2 separate regions of the Triticum aestivum genome follow, and region 2 is linked to region 1. A link is a contact called in public Hi-C data. All regions are on one chromosome and are shown on one strand. The core of a region is the stretch at or near the end of the contact, and the rest is flanking DNA. Distances in the headings are between cores, read along the strand shown. Region 1 holds the start of LOC123086657 (O-fucosyltransferase 9). Region 2 holds the start of LOC123086658.

Region 1 (6,757 bases), core at 1,613-4,112:
AAACATTTTCAGGAAGTTCTTTGACAACCCTTACATGTTTTCGGAGTGTCTCAATAAAATGGTCTTCATCAAATATATCACCAAATTTGCTGAAATATTATGCAGGAACAAAGAAGAATTATCCTTCTGGAAAAGTGATGAGAAAATCAAAAATCAAAAACATATTATATGACACAGGCATGAGGAGAATATTACTGAAAATATAATAACATATGAAAGAAAACCAAAGCTACATAAAAAATAACAATTCTTTATTCAATCAATTATTTTCATAGGGATACAGCTTATAAAATGGCAAATGCAAAGATCGATGTGATACTATCGACATTATTGAGGTACATGCTTAACAAGGAACAAAACAAGAGTGCTGAAAAATGCATTGTTAAAACGGAAGCACAAAAGAAATGACACAACAGAAAATAGTGACTTGATAGCACAAAAAAAGAGTGCAGACAAGGGCTTGAAGAGACATAATGAAGTTTCTCTTTTCCAAAAAGGAAAGGATACTGATCCATTTTATTTATCGAGAGCAGATAAACAATGGGCAAAGAAAGAATTTTCACTTATATAATACAGAAAATGCTAACTGAAGTAAATTTGAAACTTAATTATGCAAATGGCGTTTTTACAGAGCTAGTTCTCAAGAAAGTGACCCAGGGACGGATGTGCTGTATGCCAGTTTCTCCAAACACATCTGCGGATATTCTACAAAGAAGCAAAATAGTTACCTAGAATCACGCCAAACACTATTCAGATGAAAAGCTGGGCTGACAAGAGTTGCATTAAGTAAGCTTGCCACAGCAACAGCATCACAAATCTGTATCGAGACATCTCTGTTAGACTCAGATAAACACTACAGAGCAAACATGTTGTGAAGTTTGAAATTCAAGTTGGCAGTTGAGACACTAGAAAAAAGAAAAGAATTCTACATATGAAGATCAGTGGAATGCGTAATGACTTTTGAAAGTATTCAGAATTTAGTGGAAGATAAAAGGGTAAGCTGCAACAAAACATGAAACAGCATGTTCATGCAAGAAATAAATTCAAAACGAATCCAAGGGAGTCTGCGAAACAGGAATCCAGGGGCCATAAAGGGTTTGGACTTTGGATAGTTAATATCGAACCATGGATCATTATACTTTTACTGTATAGAATATACCATTAAAGAAAGGTATTTCAGTACCAACAGTGAGTTTCGTTTCAGTAGTGTATATGTAATCAAGATGACTCTGAGGAATATATCTAGTTGGTCCACGTTCAGTAAGAAATTGATCATGCAACTTACAGAAATGCGTTGCTGATTCAGACCACCATTTGCTTCAATTACGAGAAAACCATTTGAAGGTGGTAACGCTGAAAAGTGTAATGTGGACCATCAATAAAAACTACTTAGCTATGTCGCCTGTTACTACTTATACTAAAGCTGATTCTGACTGGCTGATCTTGGTACATTTGGTATAGAAATTCATAAAAAGCATTTCAAATTTGCACCTGATTGTGTCAATCTCTTTCTGATGCAAGGTACCCATCTCTTTCCAGACTTTTTATAATGGGATGCCATTAACTGCAATGACACGGCAAAATCATGTTACATACATGCGAAGAGTGTATGTATGACTATGTAAACTAAAAGGAAAAAATGTTGTTGGTCACAGTGATCATAGGCATTGAACATGTGTTGTGATTGGATTAGTAGCACTGTAATGCTAAAAATGATCATCATCATGACACCATTGTTACAATCAACAACTGACAGATAAATCCTCTTTGACCTTTAAAGAGCTCCCAATGCCAAGCATCTCCCAAGTTGCAGAACATATTATAGGCCTGCCACATGAAGGGCTGTCACCTTTTTGGCATATGAACATGAAACAGAACTCGCATGCTACAGTCTTATAAGTACATTATTTATGTCCTATGTATTGCCATCTCAAGGTGCCAAGTATCTTCATTGGCCTGCAGTAGTGCTATAGCAATACAAATAAAGGATTCAATGGATGTCTACTCCTACAAGCAGCCAAATTCAGTGTTATCTCAGTGTCACCACCAGTTTCACTAGAGATTAGTACTAGTAAGCTATGTAGCATTCTACTGTATTTGTGTCACAACTCACAAACAGCCAACACAAAACTTGGATGCAATGTGTGGTAAAGCTACAAACAATTTTGGGACGATTTATAATCAAACCATGAGCATCCAGTGGCAAATCAAGGAGTAGACGAGAAAAATTCATCCGACGCACATGGCCGGAAGAAAATTTCCACCTCTTTTTTAAGCCAATCCACCCATTCCGCTGGGAATGGATCGAATAAACATTACTAGTCCCTGGGAACGAGCAAGAACTCACCGGGCTAGGACGAGAGGCGAGGGCGCGCATTTCCGGCAGGAGCCGCTCGAACACGAGGTGGCTGCGGTACACCGATCCGGGCGGCGCTGGCGCCCGCGCCCGCGGACGCGGCGCACCTACCACCACGCGTCCACCACCTGTGCCCAGGCCCGTGCCGTCAGCGCCCAGGAGGAGCACAAGCATAGCCGCCGTGTACGCTAGAGCGAGGAGCAGCACGGCAGCTCGCCGCCGGCGCGCGGCCAGCACGCGGTCCGGGCGCCGCGCCGTACCCTTCGCGCCTTCGCCGCCGCGCATCGACGCCGACGCCGACGCCAAAGCGATCGCCGGCGGCATCACCGAGAGCGCTCCCGCCGGATCATGCGACGCAAGAGGATGTGATGGAGGAGCGCACGCGAGGGAATTTTTATTTTTCTAGATGGCTGCGATTGATCACGAATGGCAAATACTACATATAAATACATAGGGCAAGGAGTGTACAGCCGTACAGGATCGAATAGAGTGTATATGATCCAAGGCAACACGACACAACCAGAGACTGATAATGTTTGTTCGGAAAGAAAAGAATGACCCCCAATTCCTGACGATAAGTTTTCGGCTAAAGGAGACGTCCCGCTAACTACAAAATGCCTGTGATGTTTACGTTCACCAAGTTCAGTTTCCTCCGGTTCATAATCAGCGCCGCAGAGTTGAATATGTGAATAATATAGTGAATTTCACTAGTTAAATATGTAGTCAAACTTTGATCTTCCAACACTAACCTCAAATCGCTCGCATCCATCCGGATCAAGCGGTCTGTATTTATTTTATCATCCAACGTGGCACTCCATCGGTCCGTGGACTGGTCCGGACGTCCGTCCTTCCACGGACCAGAGGCAAACTAGGATGCTTTGCGGGCGTCCAAACCGTTGGGCAGCACGCGACAGACACCCGGAACCACCCAAAACCCTTTCACTTGCTCACACTATTTCCCGCATGAAGTGATTGCCGCATATTCATGTCGGTCAGTGCCGCTCGGGAGCACCAACGGACATGACATCTAATGAGAGCCAGCATTGAAGTGGTGCGTCGGTCGAAAGTGTCGCATGCGTCGCAACCCGGTGTACGCGCCTTCTCCCCGACTCCTTCGACGAGCACCAGCTCGCGGAGGAACAAATCGTCAGCGACCAGGCGAACGACAAGCCTGTCATAACTATGGTGGCGGACGGTCTAGGCTTCCTCGATAGGAGCAAGTGCTGCTCCTGTCGTACTGCAGCGCCCGCGAGATCCACCACGAGCGATGGCGGTTGCACGTGCTGTGGGCAGAGGGAGACGCCCTGTTCTTGGACATCGACGCGGCGACGGAGGAAGAGGAGGCACACGAGAGCGAGGATGTCACCAGCTCTGCCTTGACCACGCCGCCATCGTCGTTCGCACCCCGCCGCCATGACGACGAGGTTGGCATGTCCATGTCTGCCCCTGTCGATGGCGAGGAAGAGTAGAATATGGGAGGCCGCCACCGCTTGGGTCCCAGAAAGGCCACTGTCGACGTCTTGTAGGGTCACACATTCGATGAGCTTGCTCGCAGCTTCGCGAAGGCCACTACTCTTCCCCTCCCGTTGAATCTTCACTTCCCGGGGCTCACGGCCGGCCGATGAGCTTGCTGTCGGACATGAGAAAGATATGTTGTGGGAAACGGGCGCTGCCTGTGGCGGCAATCATTTAGACTTTCATCTTGTGTGTTGAAATCGGTCTGAAATGTATGCGGTCATGGGTGGATGGCCGGCTTCCGTATCACTACGGCAGACGCATTCGTGGACGGATACCGTATTACCGTGATTGTTTTTGGTCATGGGTGGATGGCCGGCTTCCGTATCACTGCGGCTCTGATCATCTTTGCCGCGAACCATCTCGATGCCAGTGAGCACAGAAAATTTCATGCCAGTCGCCTCTGCGCTAATGATTTTAGCAATGCAAAACTTGCCAGAGCCAAGGTTCAGTATCCTGAAATGCGTCGGTACCCAGTCCTCTTCCTCAGGCCGATCAAGATCTTCCCAAACATGATGTACGACGGGCCGTTGGCCATGGTCCATGGTGGACAGGTCAGCGGCGCACAGGTAGTTCGGCCTGGGCGGGCTGAAGCCCAACCATAGCTTGAACTCAGGGACATACTCTGATTTGTCGTAGAAGGGCAGCGCCCAGTGCCCAAGGTGCCTCGGGCGCGGATTTTTCGCACACCTGCACCGGGGCCGCGTTATCGTAACGGTTGAAACGTTGCCCTTTACCTCGAGATGTCCGACGCTGGATAGCGATTTAGTGCCCGTATTACCGTGTCAGACATCTGTCACCGTTCCTTGTCGTCGTAGGGGTAACAGCTGCTCTGCACCTCCTTGTCTTCCACCCGTCCCCTGCATACCGACGCGGACCCGTGAATACGACTAAATTCTCTCCCTATACAGCGCCCTGCTCGTTCGCTCTAATGGATTGGGTGCAAGGAGGCGATTCAATGGCGCCGGCGCTTGCCGCCCCGGGAACCTCTCCGGCGGACGGCTGTAGGTACGTATCGAGTCTGGATACTGCTATGCTATTCGCAACGCTCATCCGGGATGCGTCTTAATCATTTTTCAGCTTCCCCAAATGAGATTCTGAATCCCCCTTTCTTCTTGATTCTGTGCCGGACCACAGATCTTGGACTGGAAGGATCCGGAACACCCCCGCGCGCCGAGCGTCTGCCTGCTTCTATTCCCCAAGCACGCGAGCGTCCGCCCCATCCCTTTTCCCTAAAGAACTTCTCCATCTTCATCCATCGACGGGAGCCGGGCGGATTCAGAAACAGGTCCGGCGGCTGGAACGCGAGGATCTCGTTACGCCCTGGTCCTAGGTATGCGTCGTCCCCTTCCTGCCTCCGCTGTAACCGATACTTTCCTCCGAGAAAATAAGATTCATATTATTGCTTCCCGAAACCAAATCTGGTCATTACTTCCCATTCAAGATTCGTAGATTCCATGTCTGTGTGACGGTTTCTCAACTTCAGTTTTATTGGCAATGCCGGGGATGGAGAGAATGGTTTTTTTTTGACCCTGTGACCGTAGAACAATTGTTCTACGGTATTTTATATAATATAAACAAAATACAAAGTACAAGACCACACAACAAATCACCCAATGCCTGTTCTAGGTATCATAATAAAAAGAATTACAGAGTCTGTTCAATCCACTGGTCTATCTTTGCGGCCTTGGCTTCATTTGATCTGAGTTTGATGTGTTGCATGCCTTCCTGAACATAGAATTTCCAGGAGTTCAAACTAGGAAGTGAAGATCTGAAAATCTTATCATTCCTGACCATCCAGATGGCCCATCAGCCCATGATAATGATCTCCATAGCCAAATCCTGGGGAAGAAGCGTAATCATCATTCCAATCTCATCGTAGGTCGAAATACCCCTCTGTCTGTTTGGGAGGATACAGTTCCAGCAGTTTAATGCAAAGTGGCAGTCCCAGAACAGGTGAATTAAAGTTTCTTGTGTCTTGTCCAAGCAAAGAGCATAGTTGTAGTCTGGCAAATACATGTTTTTTCTGTGTAGCATGTTCCTTGTACTAACTCTGTCATAGAGTAGCATCCAGAAGAAAATCTTGTGTCTTAGTCTGCAATTCGATTTCCATAGCTGCCTGAAGATGAAGTGAGCCCCATTCTTGGCAAACAAATGTTTGTACATCTTCATTGCAGAGTAGTTTGGTGAGGCCCAAGTGTATGTCCACTTATCAGAGTCATCAGTGAGAGTCAGACCATGCAGTTGATCTTGAAGGATGTTGAATTGAGTAAACGCTTGTTGTGAGAGAGGTCGGTGGAAGCAGTTCTCCAGTGCCTGATGCTCATGCATCTGATTCAGTGTGATATCTTTGTTGATGGCAAAAGAATAAAGCTCAGGCATCTTTAGATGAAGTGGTAGGTCCGACCAATTGTCGTGCCACAGCAGAATAGTCTCCCCCTTTCCTGGAATACATCTAGAATGCTTCTTGTATTCAGGCAATGTCTGCAGAATGCCTTTCCACCAGAATGAGCCCACCAATTTGTTACATGGCAGCCCATCTTGATAATATGTTTCCCATATAATCCTGACCCAAGGTGTGTCATCTTTGTGAGAATGGTGTGAGGGGTGATGGTGTAGATCACTGAATTTAAGCTTATTTGGCCTAAATTGTTTCATAAACTTAAGCATTACTCTCTCATTTCCCCTGGTATTAGGCGTTTTACTGCTGAATGTCGCAGATCGGCAACGCATCCCATACTCATATCATCCATGGTGCATGATGGAACGTGTTTCGGTGTAACACACCTTTATATTACGATATTCTGGGCATAGTATGATTTATTTACACCACTCAATAAGCTTGATACAAAAAGGGCATGGCTCGAAATGGTCGTTGAAATCTCA
Region 2 (6,757 bases), core at 2,054-4,553, 200 kb before region 1:
TATGCATGACACTAGTCTAAGTTACTCTCCACTATGACCAGCCTTAGTGGTTGGGGGCACGTCCTTGGTGCTCTTGAGGCGGGATTGTGTGCTCTAAGGCTAGTCATAGTGGGAGTAACTTAGCTAGTAACATAGCGCATTTCGAGAAAATTCTGCTTGTGTGGCAAGTAATTAATGAGAGGTGGTAACATAATATGTTTCTGTAACATAACGCTTTCCAAGATAAGATGAGTCTACGAGCTAATAAATGAAGCCATCAATGATACTACCACTATGTTATTTTGCATTATGAAGATAGTAACTTAGACTAGTGTCATATGCATGACACTAGTCTAAGTTACTCCCCACTATGACCAGCCTAATCAAGTTGTTGTAGAGTATCTGTTAGTATTAATGTTAATGTTAATGTTAGGAGACAGGGAGCATATTCTTTGTGTATTGACCGTGCACAGGATAGGGCTGCAGATCGACTAGCCTTTTTGTGCAGAGTGGAGCATCAAACAAAGTTGTGGTTGCAGATCGCCCCAGATGCTCTCACTAGCCTATTGGCTACAGATTGTAATCCTATTACTTGATATATAAAGCTTCCTTTTCCACCACAAAAAACTAGCAAGATGCCCGTGCATTGCACGAAACATCAAGATGGATTTTTTTTATAAAACACCTGTTTGTGATTGACCCATGCGGGAGTAATCTCATGTGTAAAAACTAATGATATCTCGAGAAAGTTGAGAGATAAGGTGAGGAGGAGTAGGGTGTGGTGGTTGGACTGAGCGGAGGTACGGGGATGGACGACACCGCCAGCAGCCATCATGCCAGATTGTCCCAGGGGTTTCCTTTTTTAATTGCTCAACAATAAGGCTATGTGAGATAAAGATGAACGAAGGGAGGCCTTATCTGTGAATGTGGAGAGAGGTGCGGGTATCTTTTTGCAAAATTGTCATAATTTGCTTTCTATCCATCAAATATAGATCGGGATGGTCTATATTGCAAGATGACAGACACACCATCATCACCAACTCGATTTTTTTAATAAAAGTAGAGATATGCATAATTAATTGAAAATATAGACAGTCAAGAACTCATTTCTTGTACATGTTTGCAATATTATAGATGGAGCTGATGGGGTTCGCCGGCACAATAAAATCTCCGTAGTAAAGATGGACACATGGATAACACCGGCAATCGAATTATAACAAACATCCATTACACATAGAAAGAGCCATCGCTGTAATAGATGTTGAACTGTAGGTAAATTAGACCACAATATTGCTTTCATGATGGTATAAGCAGCTAGATTCTGAAAACTATATGAACTTGTCAAAGAAATTGTTAGATCCATGGAGTCTGATGACCTGATGCACATGCTGACTTTATAAACCTTTTCTTCCTCAATATTCTACAACAATGGTAGCAAAAGTGATTCTTAATGTTACACTGAAAACAAACTTATATTGTTCAATTTTTTTGAAAGAGGGTACTTTATTACTTAAATAATTTAAGCATTACAACCGATTCCTACATAACTAATATGCACACAGCAAAAACGGGACTCTCAAACAAATGAAAAAGAAAAAGGCGAAAAAAAACATAAAGAGTCCGTATAACGCCTGAAGCGAAGGGGGGCCGATTCTAAGATCATGCTGCCACCCATGTTGGGTAAAAGTATCCCTCGTCGAAGCCTTCAATCGTGTACACACCTTCGTAAATATCAATTCTTCGCACGTTGTAGAGAGAACCATAAACGAAGAGTCCCAGTACATCTGTAGATAACCTGCATTAAAGAAGTACTTTTATTGTTAAAAACCTTATCATTTCTGCATAGCCAAAGCGACCAAATAACGACAAATGCTCCCACCCTGAGAAGAGTTCTAAACCTGTGAAATCCCATGTAACCAATTGCAAAATACATTAACAACACTACAAGGAATATACAAGCCAGAAGCTATTTGGATAACTGACTATATAGAACGAGCATATTTGCATTGGAAGAATAAATATTTTATTGCCTCATCATGATGGCAAAAGAAATAAAAAATAGCATATACTGTATCAACTCTAATGCACTGTGTCACTAATGAGTAGTGACTACAAAAGATCTAGGTGTAATGGATATTTATCTTTTGTCGCTTTGTATTAAATAGGCATATGGAAAATGAGAAAAGCTCATGTCACATGAGATTTAGAATCCTGAATTTGGGTTAGATAAGTAAAAGTCATACCATGCCCTAGAAACAAGGATTATAAATGTCGACGTCATTTCCACTAGATTTATAAAGTACTTCCATCCGGAGTGTAATTGGACTAGTTGCAAAACAGAATGAGCGGTCGGTTGCAACAATAATATTTGATTCATTCCAATTATCAACCAAGGTTCAATGTTTGAAGGAGTATTAAGAACAACAACTTCAAAACCTGCAAGTTAAATTGGTAGAGATTTGCACATAAAACAAAACAAATATACGAGAACCACATAAATGTAGGTCATAATGTTTAGCTCATTATCTACACCTAGTGGGCGAGAAGATGAAATCCGGCCGCCGTAGCACACCCGGGCTGAGGCGGTTGCCCGAACGACTAGGAATGTGGTTGTGGTGCTCCTACCGCTATTGGGAAGCTGCAGATCTTGGGCAGAGCCGCCCTCGTCATGTCGGCTGATAACCAAGAGCTTGGAAGAGCAACGGCTCGACCGTGGCCACACCAGTCACTTGGGGAAGGGGTGACAACTATTCGAGCTCGAAGGTGAGCCCTGGTGTTGTGGCAGCCATATCGGATGACAAAGGGACGAGAAGCTGCCATAATCGATGCAAATCGAGCAACGACGGATGGACTCGACGGTGGGCACGGACATCCGGAGCTGCGGGAATGTGCGGTTGGGAGCTACGGGAATGGACGGTGGGGTGACGGTTGGGCCTGGGGGTTACAGCGGAGGTGGCGGTGGGTCAGGCGGAGAGGGAACTTCTGTGGAGTAGTTGGCTTTCATGACTGCCTTTTGGTTTTGTGGCACCAAGTGTAGCGGCGCTGCAAATATGCAACAACTGGAGTGCAAAATTTATGGATGTCCCACAAAATTGGCATCATCATTTATGGATAGCTGTTGGAGCAGTGTTCTTTTTTTTGACCAAAGTGCCCTAAACAACAGTTCTTTTATCAATGTCTGTTGTTTTTTTCATGTAAAAATGTCTTTTTTTTTCAATATCTGGTGCTGGAGATGCTCTAAAGACACGCCGGTCCATCTCTGCCTGACGGTAAAATGAAATCTCTCCATCCACCGTTAGGCATGCCAGCGAGCGATCCGTGCCGTCAAAAATCGTCGCCTCCATGGCTAGACTTTTCCCCTTCTTCCGTTATCCTTTCTTCCTCCTCCGTCCGACCCATATACTGTAACTAAAATCTCTTCTGTACCACCGCTGTGCCCTAGGGCCGCCGCCGTCCGACCCCGCCGTCCGTCCCCGGCCGCTCCCGTTCCATCGCGCCTCCCCCCGCCCGTCCCCCCGCCGGCGTCTCCGCCCCGTCCGCAGCCTTGAACATTGGTTTTAAAGGTACGAGCTTTCTAGTCATCCAGTGCCTGCTCTTAATCCCGAACCAACCTCCACAAATTTTGGGTGTTCACCCGCCGCAACGTCTAGATCCACCCCTTATTTTCCATGGCTCATAAGATTAGATTTTTCTTTCCTTCGGCGCGCGAGATCGGTCTCAGTCCACGCCTCACGCCGTAGGCCTTGCAAGCCAGCGTGCAGATTCAGTTTTCCTCTAAAAAATGGGGGTTGGGGAGGGTTGGTGTGCCGCTGGATGGGCTCTTTCTGGCGTTAGTGAATTACGTGCTTGTGCTGAATACTGTTACTTCTTATACCACTGGAATGGCTCTTTCTCTCGTTAATAGGGTTGTGCTAATATTTGCAGGGCAGTGCTTAAGAAGGTGTGGAGCAAAATCTTTTCAGTCACTATCGAGTTGTCTGGTGTTTTTATCACTCAAAGTAAAGTAATTTTATCCGGCCTGTAGAGCTGCTCAAATATGGAGGACAGCCAGGTATTAGTTCATGCGGAAGACAGTCAGGCTTTAGTTCATGCCGAAGACAGCCGGGCTTTAGTTCATGCGGAAGACAGTCGGGCTTTAGTTAATGCGGAAGACACCCAGGCTTTAGTTCAGGCTGAGGACAATCAGGTTTTAGTTCAGGTGGAAGATGGCGATGTTCTAGTTGAGGGGGATGAAGACCAGATTTTACTCGAGCCAGAGAAGGACCCTGTACCGCGTGAGCAATTCCTTTTCATTGGCCAAGAGTTTACCAATGTTGACACTTGCCGGAGTGCCATCAAGGATATGGCTGTTGCTCTGCATTTCCAGCTCCGCGTCGTGAAATCAGATCGTAGCCGATTCATTGCCAAATGCAACACAGAAGGATGCCTGTGGCGTGTGCATGTGGCCAAGTGCCACGGTGTTCCAACTTTCACGGTCCGGACATTGCAAGGAGAGCACACATGTGAGGGTGTTCAGGACCTACATCATCAGCAGGCTACTGTTAACTGGGTGGCTAGGTCTGTTGAGGCAAGGCTAAGAGATAATCCGCAGATTAAGCCAAAAGAGATATTGCAGGATATTCGGGACCAGCATGGGGTTGCTGTGTCTTATATGCAGGCATGGCGCGGAAAGGAGAGAAGCATGGCTGCTGTTCATGGTACCCTTGAGGATGGATATCGCCTTCTTCCTGCATACTGTGACCAGATTGGAAAGACAAATCCTGGTAGCGTTGCAGTATACAAAGGGGCTGGGCCAGAGAATTCCTTCCAACGGCTCTTTGTTTCATTTCATGCATCTATTTATGGTTTCTTAAATGCGTGTAGACCCCTTTTGGAAATTGACAAGGCAGATCTAAAGGGCAAGTATCTTGGGACATTGCTATGTGCTTCGGCTGTTGATGCTGATCACATGATGTTCCCTGTAGCATTTGGTGTTGTTGATTCTGAAAGTGATGAGAACTGGATGTGGTTTATTTCAGAACTGAGGAAGATGCTTGGTGTTAACACAGATAAGATGCCTGTCTTCACAATAATCTCTGAGAGACAACCACAGGTGGTTGAAGCGGTCGAGGTCAACTTCCCAACTGCTTTTCATGGATTTTGCTTGAGATACGTGAGTGAGAATTTCCGCGAGGAGTTCAAGAGTCCTAAACTTCTGAACCTTTTCTGGAGTGCCGTTTATGCTCTCACAACAGCAGAATTTGATTCAAAGGTAAAAGATATGATGCAAGTTCAAGATGTCATGCCGTGGTTCCAGAATTTTCCACCAAACCTCTGGGCAGTTGCTTACTTTGAGGGTATCAGATATGGCCATTTTAGTCTTGCGATAACTGAGATATTATATAACTGGGCCCTGGAGTGTCATGAGCTTCCCATTGTGCAAACTGTTGAATACATCAGGCACCAACTAACCTGCTGGTTTACTGAACGTCAGAACTTGGCCCTATCCCTTAACTCAGTTCTTGTTCCATCTGCTGAGAAACTTATTTCTGAATCCATTTCTGATTCAAGATGTTATCAAGTACTCAGAGCAAACAAGGTGGAGTTTGAGATTGTGTCATCTGAGCGAACAAACATTGTGGATACTCAAACCAGGTTCTGCTCGTGCCGTCGCTGGCAAATTTATGGTATTCCATGTGCACATGCTGCTGCTGCACTACTTTCATGTGGCGAAGATCCTCGCCTGTATGCACATGATTGCTTTAGTGTAATGAAGTATAGGGAAACTTACTCTCAGCGGATCTATCCAATTCCAGACAGGATCCACTGGAGCAATTCGTCCTCTGGGCCGCGAGGCCTATACAAATCAGACATGATACTTCGCCCACCAAAGATCCGAAGGCCTCCTGGCCGTCCCAAAATGAAGATTCTCAAGATGGAAAGCTTGAAACGGCCGAAACGGATCGTTCAGTGTGGCCGGTGTCATCTTCTTGGGCATTCTCAGAAAAAGTGTTCATTACGAAGCTGACATATATTTCTATCCATCTCCCTTCTTTTATGTCCAATAGTACTAGCTTTCAGCAGTTCCCTTGTTGGCATTTGGCAAGATAGGCAAAGTTCTTTCTGTTTCTTCAGATTAGAGAGTACTATCATGTATCCGGCGATGATTATAGGTCATTTTTCTGCACATATTTTCATGTAACACTGGGCCGGCTATCTCCCCTGTGACAGCTTCTCATTAGTTATTTGTTATTCAAGTAGATAGAAGAAATTGTGCTGGTTATTGTTGGTGTTGAGAGGCTGTAAGCGAGGACTGACTTCTTAGAACCATGAACAGTTAAAATAATTATTATAACTGTTCCCTGTTTTTAGGTGCAAAATCTAGAAGAGTTTGTAAGGGAGGTTGCTAGCGTTAGTGCATATGTATGAATTTATGCTCAGACTTGTGAGGACCCTTCCCTGTTTCTTCCTGTACATGTCTGCTTTTTATGACTGCAAAGTTGCATGGATACTCTCATACAGTACATGAAAAAAGTTAAAATAATTATAGTATATGTGTTTGTTTAGCATAACAAATTGCGCCGCGGGTGTCCTGTTTTTGGAAGTGACCATGTATGTTTTGGGAGAAGGCTGCAGATGATATTTTTCTTTACAGGTACTTTTTGTACTAAAGAAATTACCCTGCTTATATATTATTATTCAGTAATGATTGATTTGTGGACGTTAGTATCATCTGCCCAATTAAGCCTGCTACAGCGTTGGTATCTTCAGTCCTACATGCTTGTTTGACAGTTTGGGA

Evidence for each region. A called contact is a pair of places that touch in the nucleus more often than the background predicts.
Region 2: a contact with region 1 is called in a Hi-C map of leaf, with 4 times the contacts expected there. The contact joins the promoter of LOC123086658 here to the promoter of LOC123086657 in region 1. A contact is called at or near these places in 3 of 5 Hi-C or Micro-C datasets (all in leaf).

The regions. Positions count from the first base shown.
Region 1 is chr4A:514,587,540-514,594,296 of IWGSC CS RefSeq v2.1, reverse strand. It overlaps LOC123086657 (O-fucosyltransferase 9), which reads right to left and starts at 2,862. Exons shown (of 10, transcript XM_044508436.1): 1 at 2,348-2,862; 2 at 1,492-1,564; 3 at 1,286-1,353; 4 at 729-817; 5 at 1-89. The coding sequence starts at 2,680. It overlaps LOC123086656 (a long non-coding RNA gene), which reads left to right and starts at 4,661. Exons shown (of 5, transcript XR_006441030.1): 1 at 4,661-4,879; 2 at 5,009-5,204.
Region 2 is chr4A:514,788,012-514,794,768 of IWGSC CS RefSeq v2.1, reverse strand. LOC123086658 reads left to right here and starts at 3,303. Exons shown (of 2, transcript XM_044508438.1): 1 at 3,303-3,542; 2 at 3,904-6,443. The coding sequence starts at 4,016. The coding sequence ends at 5,986.